Regions from separate parts of the Gossypium arboreum genome. Here region 1 is linked to region 2. A link is a contact called in public Hi-C data. All regions are on one chromosome and are shown on one strand. Each heading gives the region's core, a stretch centred on a gene start, on an enhancer-like site or on the middle of the called end of the contact. The rest is flanking DNA. Distances are from core to core; before and after follow the strand shown.

The links. A called contact is a pair of places that touch in the nucleus more often than the background predicts.
Region 1: a Hi-C map of leaf shows a contact between it and region 2, with 3 times the contacts expected there. The contact joins the enhancer-like site here to the promoter of LOC108470269 in region 2. A contact is called at or near these places in 3 of 5 Hi-C or Micro-C datasets (all in leaf).

Annotation. Positions count from the first base shown.
Region 1 is chr8:101,492,968-101,497,579 of ASM2569848v2, forward strand. No RefSeq gene overlaps it. Among protein-coding and RNA genes, the nearest start is that of LOC128279413, 83 kb to the left of the region's middle. Within about 2 kb of position 2,369, at least 2 of the 2 cell types and tissues checked have an H3K27ac peak or open chromatin away from gene starts, as enhancers often do. A contact at or near this core is called in leaf, where this site is marked.
Region 2 is chr8:101,222,513-101,227,057 of ASM2569848v2, forward strand. LOC108470269 (RING-H2 finger protein ATL13) reads left to right here and starts at 1,622. Exons shown (of 1, transcript XM_017771566.2): 1 at 1,622-4,216. The coding sequence starts at 2,640. The coding sequence ends at 4,118.

The DNA.
Region 1 (4,612 bases), core at 1,119-3,618, 270 kb after region 2:
TCGATGTGAGTCTGTTGATACGCCAATATACGGTGTGATAACTCTAATGTTGTAACAGTTGTGACAAATTTTGTCCTTCATTCGAAATTTAAACATGTTGAGCTCGACTTGTGTTTTGTTCGTGAAAAGGTTGCGAATGGCTCTCTCATGGTTTGAGAGGTCCTTGCATGTGATCAAGTTGCAAATGTTCTCACCAAACCGTTATCTGCCTCTCATTTTTGTTGACTTCGACAGCTTATTCGAGTTTCAACATTAGAGTAGTTGGGTAAATGTTAGAGGTTATAAATTGTTAGTTTTGCTATAACTATTTTTGTTAACAATTACATAGCAGTTCCTTCAGTGTGTATTTGTATAAATACATTACCTTCATGTTCATTCAAGTCAAGCAATAGTAATCACAGTTTATCCAAAATTAATTTTGTTTCTTTCATTTAGTTTTTGTCAGTTTAGTTTCATACCGTTCTTTCACACCATTATTACCATCATCACTCATATAATTCCCGAATTGCCTCCTTAGTCTCATATTCTCCTTTGGTAGCTTTTGTTCACTATCGTATTAATCGTAGTAATTTAATATCATGATTACACATCCAATCATCATATTACTAGAAAAACCCACATTCCCCATCTTAAAATAAACCAAAACTTAGTATAAATTCAAAAAAAATTCCCAGTGTAATCTCAATATAATATAAAAAAATTCAAATATAAACTTACTATTAAATTTCCTTATTACAATATATTTATAAAATATTCCAAATAAAGCACAAGTCCTAAGCACTTCCCCCATTAAAGAAGAGTACACCAAACTTTACTAACATAATAATTACAAATACCCAAATATTATTAAACCCTAATTTTACTTAACAAACAATCAACAATCAAATTAGAAAGAACTTTATCACTTACCCGAAAATCTGAACACTCATAAAACTTTCTATCTTGGATTAAATTACTCCAAGATGTGTATTTTTGTGCTAACTTCTTATAGTAACACATAACTTTACCATAGTATACGTACTCCATTCGTGACAAACAATGTTTGATCCACGTTTTTCCATTGATGGCAACCAAAATTATGAAACCTACAAATTTCGAGCTATAAGATTAAAATATTTTAATCTGTTAAAAAATATACGTAAGTATCATGGAGAGAATTTCATTTAGGGTTTACAATTGAAGAGGTTGGATTTTTTTTCGTTGGGGTTCTTACATTTTAAAGATTTTATTTATTTTTTAATACCACGTTAGCTTTTAAATAAATAAATAAATAAACTTCTCAAGTCATCTCCTTATTTGGCACTCTAGGTGGAGTGCCACATGGGAAAAGTTGATTATTAGTTGAATCACGAAATTCGTGAAATTTGGAGTTATTATATGGGTGAGATTGAAAAAATGTTTACATTAACAATTAATTGTTAAAATTAAATGATCAAAATAATTGATTGAATGTAATTTTTTGAGTTAAAGGATGCAATTAAATGAAAAAGAAAAACTTAATTGTTTTTTCAAAAAGTTATGAGCTTTTGTACCTTAAACTAAAAATATATAAAATGATGCAAATAATTGTATTTGTTTAACTTGTTTGCTTGACACAAAAAGGTTGTCTAAATTATTTTTCTTTTAGATATGATTAGTTATGTAGTTGAGACTACTTAAAAGATAATAAATAAATAAATAAACTTAACTAAAATTCTCTGAAAAAATAATCTAGTTTTTTTTAACAAAAGTAAATTTAAAACTCCATTTCGTATGAGAAATGTATCGCGGTTGACACAATGCATATAAAAAGCAATACAAATTAGGTGTTTGATTCCAAAATTTTGTGTGTATTACTTGTATGAAGCCCATTGGGCATTATATGAACGAGTAAAATAGGCTTGCAAGCTAGTAAGGCAACGACGTGCAGTTAATAAATATATAAAATGATTCAGGCTGGTGGGTCAAGGCAATTTGATCCAATAATGGCTCAAACCTCTCTTACCAACAAAGGTGGGCCTGGAAAAATGTGGTCTAAAAACTTGGGCTGCTGAGCAAGGTTTATTTATTTCTATTTTTTTTAAAAAAGACAAAACTCAAAAACAAACCACTTGTTTATTTGCACATTGACAAATTAGTCTATTAATTAAATAGCTTATTAAGACTGCAAATTCACTTTCATTAAATAGCTCATTAACACTCTCTTTGGACCCACCAATTACTTTGCATTGTTAATAAGCTATTTAATTAGTAGAGTAATTTGTCAATGTGAAGTAAACAAGTGGTGTGCTTTGAGTTTTGTCCTTGTTTTAATTGTTAAGACTTTAATGTGTTTTCAGACAAAGCACTAACTGATTCACAAGAAAAAGGTGTATAGTGTTAGGCAGTAGGGCAGGGCAGGAGTAGGCGGCGATGGATCAAGATGCTGTGCTGACTCTGCAATTTGTTACTACTTTATCTGGTTGAAATGGCGATTTTGTCCAATTTGACACAGTTTTAATTCAAAATAAAACATGAAGATCTGATAGGACGGTCCATGGGATAAATCAGCCGAATGCTGAAGTTACGTTACATGAATGTATAACTTTTTAACTCATCTGGACCACTTGAGCTTTTGCAGTTAAAAAAAAAAAGAAGGTTGAATTGATTTAACTGGTCTCTTGGGTCAGTCGATGGAATTGGATCTTTGGGCCTTTCATTGAATGCATGCCAATATGACCAGCAATTAGAACAAGTCTAATTTTAAGTAACATCCATCACTTTATATGAGAGTCCGATTCAAGTAAGCATAAGGATGGGTGTAACCCCAACATTGTTCACTATAAAATGACATCTGCATTTAGGGGAGGGGAGAAGAGGCTTTACCTTTTTCTTCCAACTTTAAATGGATGTAATTTCGGACATTGATGAGACTCCATTCAGGGTATTCGATTATCAAGCTAACTTCAAATGATTGGTGCCGAAAATAAAGTAGTTGATTCAATACCAAACCTCAAAAGAGAAAAGGTTCGTCTACTTTGCTACCTGGATGCGCCAAACATTTAAAATTCGGTCATTCCAAAGCATTTTATTCACCATAAGGGTGAAATGGAAAGAAAAATGATCTCAACTGTTTTAATAGATTTATATGTATTAAACTCTCAATATTCGTTTCGGATTCAATTATCGAAATACTTGAGATATAAGAAAACAGTGTTTCCTTTGTATTTTTAATTTTTCATCATGTTTCCTAAGATTCAAACAATTGGTAAGAGTTTGACATTGTTCGAGCAGTAGGCAGCTTCCTAGGAAAAGACATAAAACTCAATATTTCAAACAAAATTAAAAAGAAAAAAAGAATATTATGCTATATTAATAGGTGGAATTTCGACGAGTGAAATTAATAATAAAAAAATGTTATTGTGAGTATATTGGAAACAAAGTCTAAATAGAATTAAGAAAAGCAAAGTTGATGTGAAAGAAAGACTCATTCTCTTCACAACTCTTTGAAAACCAGCCGAAAACGTGGGCAAAGGACTTAACCAACCAAAATACTATAACATCTCTCTCTAATCCTTTTCTCATGAAAAATCTTGGGTGGGCTCAGGTCATTTTCGTACTAGATCATAATATCCTTAAAGGTTCGATTATTTTAAAAAAACTTTAGTCGCGTATTTACATAGGAAAAGCATGAGAAACAAAACAAAACAAAACCAATGACAGAAGAGCCCGTCAAACTTTCCAGCTTGTCGTGAAGGATCAAAGATTCTTTGGAAACTTGGCATCCTCTGCTTTTGTATTCAAATAAATAACGTTCAAAAGAGGTTGAGATAAGGTTGTTAGGTTAACTCATTTATCTTTTAAACACCATATAAGAATGTAATTAAATTATTAATATTACTATTTTATTTTTAATCCCGATATATGCAAAATTATAAAATATAAGGGTAGGACATAATTTGAAAATTCAAAGAGATGCAGCTGGGGTGAAAGGGGTCCACCACCAATTTCAAAGGTCTATCACCTTGGACTTGGCCTATTACCCACCCATTACGACTCTTTTTTCTGTTTTCACAACTACGCGTTATTTATGCTAATTCAAAGTTTCATTAACTTTTTCCTCTGCCATGTAATTTGGATGAATTTCCCCTACAAAATAATTATTACCTTCAATGTTGAGGATATCACGTGATTTCAACCTTTGTACCACTACTATAAATTATTTATGTTGGAATCAACAAATACAAAAAAAAGGTGAGCATGGCTGGGCAGTGCTCAACTAAAAATTTAGACCCGTTTATTAGGTTCGGGCTTAATTCGGTCTAAAAAATAGTCTAAAATTTTGTTCAAGCTCGACCCAGATAAAAATGCTAAAATCTGGGTCCGATTCAGTCCACTCATATTAAATTTTGTATTATTTTTTATATAATTTTAAAAAATATACAATACATCAAAAATACTAAAAATATCAAAATAAATATTTCTCAACAAATTAAAAATAAATTTTAAAAAATATATCTACCTAAATAATACTAAGCTAGATGCAACTTAACAAGTAAATGTCTCTAAAATAATAACAAAATTATCAAATGTCTTTAAAATAATAACAAAATTAACAATAGAATAAATTTTATACAATATCCATACAATAACA
Region 2 (4,545 bases), core at 372-2,871:
ATTGAATAAATCTTAATATTGACCATATAGAAGAAACAGCATTTAGTTGTTGACAATGTGCACGATAAATAAATCTAAGTTGAATTTAATTAGTTTATACCGACTTCTTTAATTGCAAAAAAAAGTACGTGACAATTAATCGCTCTGGGACCATTGATTAAAATATTAACCTTGGAAACTTGGGGGGTTTAATGGTTTCCTTATTTTTCATCTTTCTCAATGTTGCTGTCACTCTTTGTCTGATTTTGAAATTCATGAAGCTGCTTAGTCGAGGATGGGATGCTCAACATGTTTGATGGCATATTATTATATATGCTTCAAGCAAAAAAGTGACAAATATTCGTGTTTTTATGACCAAGAGAGCGAGCTCACTTTTCAACCAACCATATTTCTTTGGCTGCTTCCATCTTCCATCACCAAGTACTTGTTTTAATCGAAACCAAATTGAACAGATTTTGATGCCTTGAGTGATCGGTGTCGGCATTATTAATTGTAAAAATTTGAAAACTGGAAACTTTATAGTGTCTGATATTCAGTCAGGTACAAGGCGAAGACAAAAGGCGTTGGCTTCCTAAAATGGTAAAATTGTTTTTTTAATCCCTTCAAAATTTTGAAATTATATGTTAATATTGGTAAATTTTCAGTCTAATCCTATTGAAAATTCTTAAATAATATGTTAATAAAATAATAAAATTATAGTTTAACTCCCTTAAAAATATAATTTAGTCTTTACCCCAAAAATAAATTTTTAGCTTTGTCTTTGAGTTAGTATAATCAATCACTAATTGGGGTTAGTCCAATTTTTGGGGCAAAACTTTTTTTGATACATCATTATCTAATTCTAAACTAGTAAATTGTTTTGATGTTAGAGTCTAATTTTTATTTTGTCCAACTTTCTTTGAAAATATTTACGAAGAATCTTAATAAAGTTTAAGTTTTAATGTGAGAATCATTGTCAAGTTTAGAGATTAACTTAGATAAAAAAAATTAATATTCCAATAAGAAAATGATTGTCAAATTCAAACAATAACTTGAAAAAAAAAAAGTTAAGTTACAATGTAATAACATTTTGTTACGTTCATACCTCAAGCTCTATATTTAGAAAGTGATTATAGTTTGAAAATAGGATATTATATAAATAATAGGGTTTGAATTTCAAAAAAAAAAATCAGTTTTTTCTAAAAATAATTATATGAACCCTTTCAAATTTCGGATATTTTAGGAGTTGGGACAGTCCCCTGCCCAATATAGCTCTTGTGAGGTGAGGCCTGAGAGAGCAGTTGTTTAGTGGGTGAAGTAAAACGTGGATAAGGAAAGTAGATGGAACATTGAGGTGTAAATATTGTTAAATTAATTACTATACTTATTAACTAGTTTATTTGTATTCCTTTTCCTCTACATTTTCCCTTTTCAAGTACTACGAAATGCAGAAGATGATTGCATAACAGTGAAAGGCAACAAAAGTGGAGACTTTCTTTCTCCCAAAATGGGTGTCGGTGTTTCACTTTTTGGACTGCACCTAAAAGCAAGTACCAGAATCCATGAGAAAAGGTTAGGGAAAATTTGGAAGTCCACAACATGACCTTGTTTTTCTTTTTTCCCAGTAAATCAGTATAATATGCTTGCCCTTCCCCTGTTTCCAAATGCCTCTCTCTTCGGTAAGACTTTGGAAACTTCACTTGTCTTGTCTTTTGCTTTTTGTCTTTACCAGAAGAGAGGAGAGGGGTGCTGTGAATCAGGTAGCATTTGGCCCCTCCCAATTAATAAATAAATGAATAAATAAATCAGGTACCAAACTATCCGATTCGAAGCGGTGGAATAGAAGGCACTGTCAAAGAATGGGACCAGAAAGATAGAAACAATCCTCCGCTCTACTAAAATAATGCTACAAGATAATCCAATTTCTAAACCCACCATCCTAAGCCAAACGGAAATACGCAAATTAATTATTGTTTTGTTCTTAAACATATTTTGCTAACCAATGCTTTTTAAAATGATTATTATAATTTCTCTTTAAAATATTTTGGGGACACTGGTTAGTATTTGCTTTTTATTTTTGGAAAAGCTTTTAAGGAATTAAAGGGGCATGCATAGCATGGGGTTTGATGCATCAAAGGGTTCCCATTTAAGTCAACCCTGAAGAAGAGCCTTGTAATTGATGAAATCGTGAATAAAAAGTCGCCTTATTAAGAGTATTTAAGCAGATGCAATGTGAATTTTTTTATTTTCATTATCCAGCAAGGAAGTGATTGACTCTGCAGAATTTACGCAATGAGATCTCATCTCATTTATTTTTCTGCAGCGTTGTGTTGGGTAGATTTATTATTGGTTCCTCTTTTTTGAAATTCACCTTCTGGCAGTGACACAAATTTATATCTACCCTTTCCTTTAATATCATATTCAAGTCTTCTCCCTCTCTCTCTCTCTCTCTCTCTCTCGTAGCGAAGCGGCTCTTTCTTTTGACTTCTAGCTTATAATGAAGTAAATTGGAGCCAATGTTACCCAAATCCCACAAACTCCCATGATACTACGGTGGGGATGATATTTTTGGTACTCCCAGGTGGATCCATGGTAGCATATGATTCAAGTCTAAAGTTTCAGTCTTTGTAAGTTGTGTCCATCTATCTCCAGAAACAACAATGGAGTGGATTTTCCATGAAATAGAGAAAAGGAGCTTGCTTTCTCCATCAGAGCAGCCATATTACCTCCCTCAATCACCAATACCGTTACTTCCTCCACCACAAAATTTGCAGTCTGATAGCTTCAATTTGAACAACAAGGTTAGTCCAAGTATATTACTCATCATTATAATCCTAGCTATCATTTTCTTTGTTTCTGGTTTGCTTCACCTTTTAGTTAGATTTCTTATGAGACCTCCCAATAGAGAGCCTGAAGATATAGACAATGTGACTGCTCTTCAAGGGCAGTTGCAACAACTATTCCATCTCCATGATGCTGGTGTCGACCAATCTTTTATAGATACTCTCCCTGTATTCCACTACAAAGCCATCATAGGAGTAAAAAACCCATTTGATTGTGCTGTTTGCTTGTGTGAATTCGAGCCTGAAGACAAGCTTAGATTGCTACCAAAATGCAGCCATGCCTTCCACATGGAGTGTATTGACACTTGGCTTTTGTCTCATTCCACATGCCCTCTCTGTAGAGCTAGCTTACTCCCTGATTTCTCTCCAAATGATAGCTGCTCCCCCATTGTTCTTGTTCTTGAATCTGGGAGTGAGAGCTCAAGAGAGATTGTAACCGATAGAGAAGGAGTTGTGGGCAGAAGCAGTTCACTTGTGAGATCAAGTTCCCACCTAGGCCTTTCTGGAGACACTGAATTGGGGTCATCCCAGCGTAAATCATGTGAAATCCTGGAAAAAGATGAAGTCAAGCCAACAGTAGTGCAGTCTGGGGAAAAAGTTGTGCCTGTTAGGCTGGGAAAGTTTAGGAACGTTGATGGCGGTGAAGGTAGCAGTAACAATAACGTGGATGATAGAAGGTGTTTCTCTATGGGTTCCTTCGCTTATGTAATGGATGAGAATTCTTTATTGCAAGTGCCGATAAGAACTCCAGCGAAGAAACCGTCGAGCAAGAAGAAGACTTGTTTGCCATTGACTCCTGGTCACCGCCCAGCAATTTCTGAATGTGATTGTGAATCAAGAAGAGGGTTCAATGGTTTTGAGATCACGAGGCAGTTTGAAACCAATGGGAGTTCTAGCACCAGTGACAATAATGGCAAAGCCATCGGTAAGAACAAGAAAGAAAGCTTCTCAATATCCAAAATCTGGCTTCGGGGGAAGAAGGAGAAGCAGAATTTTACAGAGGATTCGTCGAGGAGGGCCTTCTCATTCCGATATCCGGTGCGTCAGAATGCTGCTGCAGATGACTGTAATTCGAAGGTGAAGAATGTTACCGATGATGCCAAGGATACTATTTCTGAGATAGACTCTGGCAGGTGGGGAAATGGTATCAGTGAATTAGGTTTCGACGAGGAAAACCAAAGCTCCTATAGCTTAGATTCACAAGCTAAAACACCATCTTTTGCTAGGAGGACTCTGCTTTGGCTGGCTGGGAGACAAAACAAGGTTGTTCACTCATCCTTTACACCAAAACTCTAGTTTGTTTTTTCCTTTTACATTCTTTTCCTAGAGAACTTAGATGATCTTGTAGCAGGAAAAAGGGAAGAGAAAAAAGAAAAAGGTTATATTATAAGAAATCTTGGCCCAAATCTTTCATTCATTTCACCACAGCATATATTGTTAGGCATGCCCCAATTGATTTCTTTTGATGTTGTATGCTTTCATTTTTCATTGTTTATGGGTTCAGATTACTCATTCTTACAGAACAAAAATTCTCGTTCTTCTTAAAACATGACCAAATAAGCTTACCTTTCTGTTACTGGATTTAATTTAATTTAATTTTTTTTTTCCAAATCAACTCTGAAGGACCAACATTTTGAGTTGTGTGGGTGGGTTTTCCTAAAGATCAAATTCATAGTATTTCCTTTCCTTATCTGTCAAAAGGGTAGATGTGGAAAATTGAGTA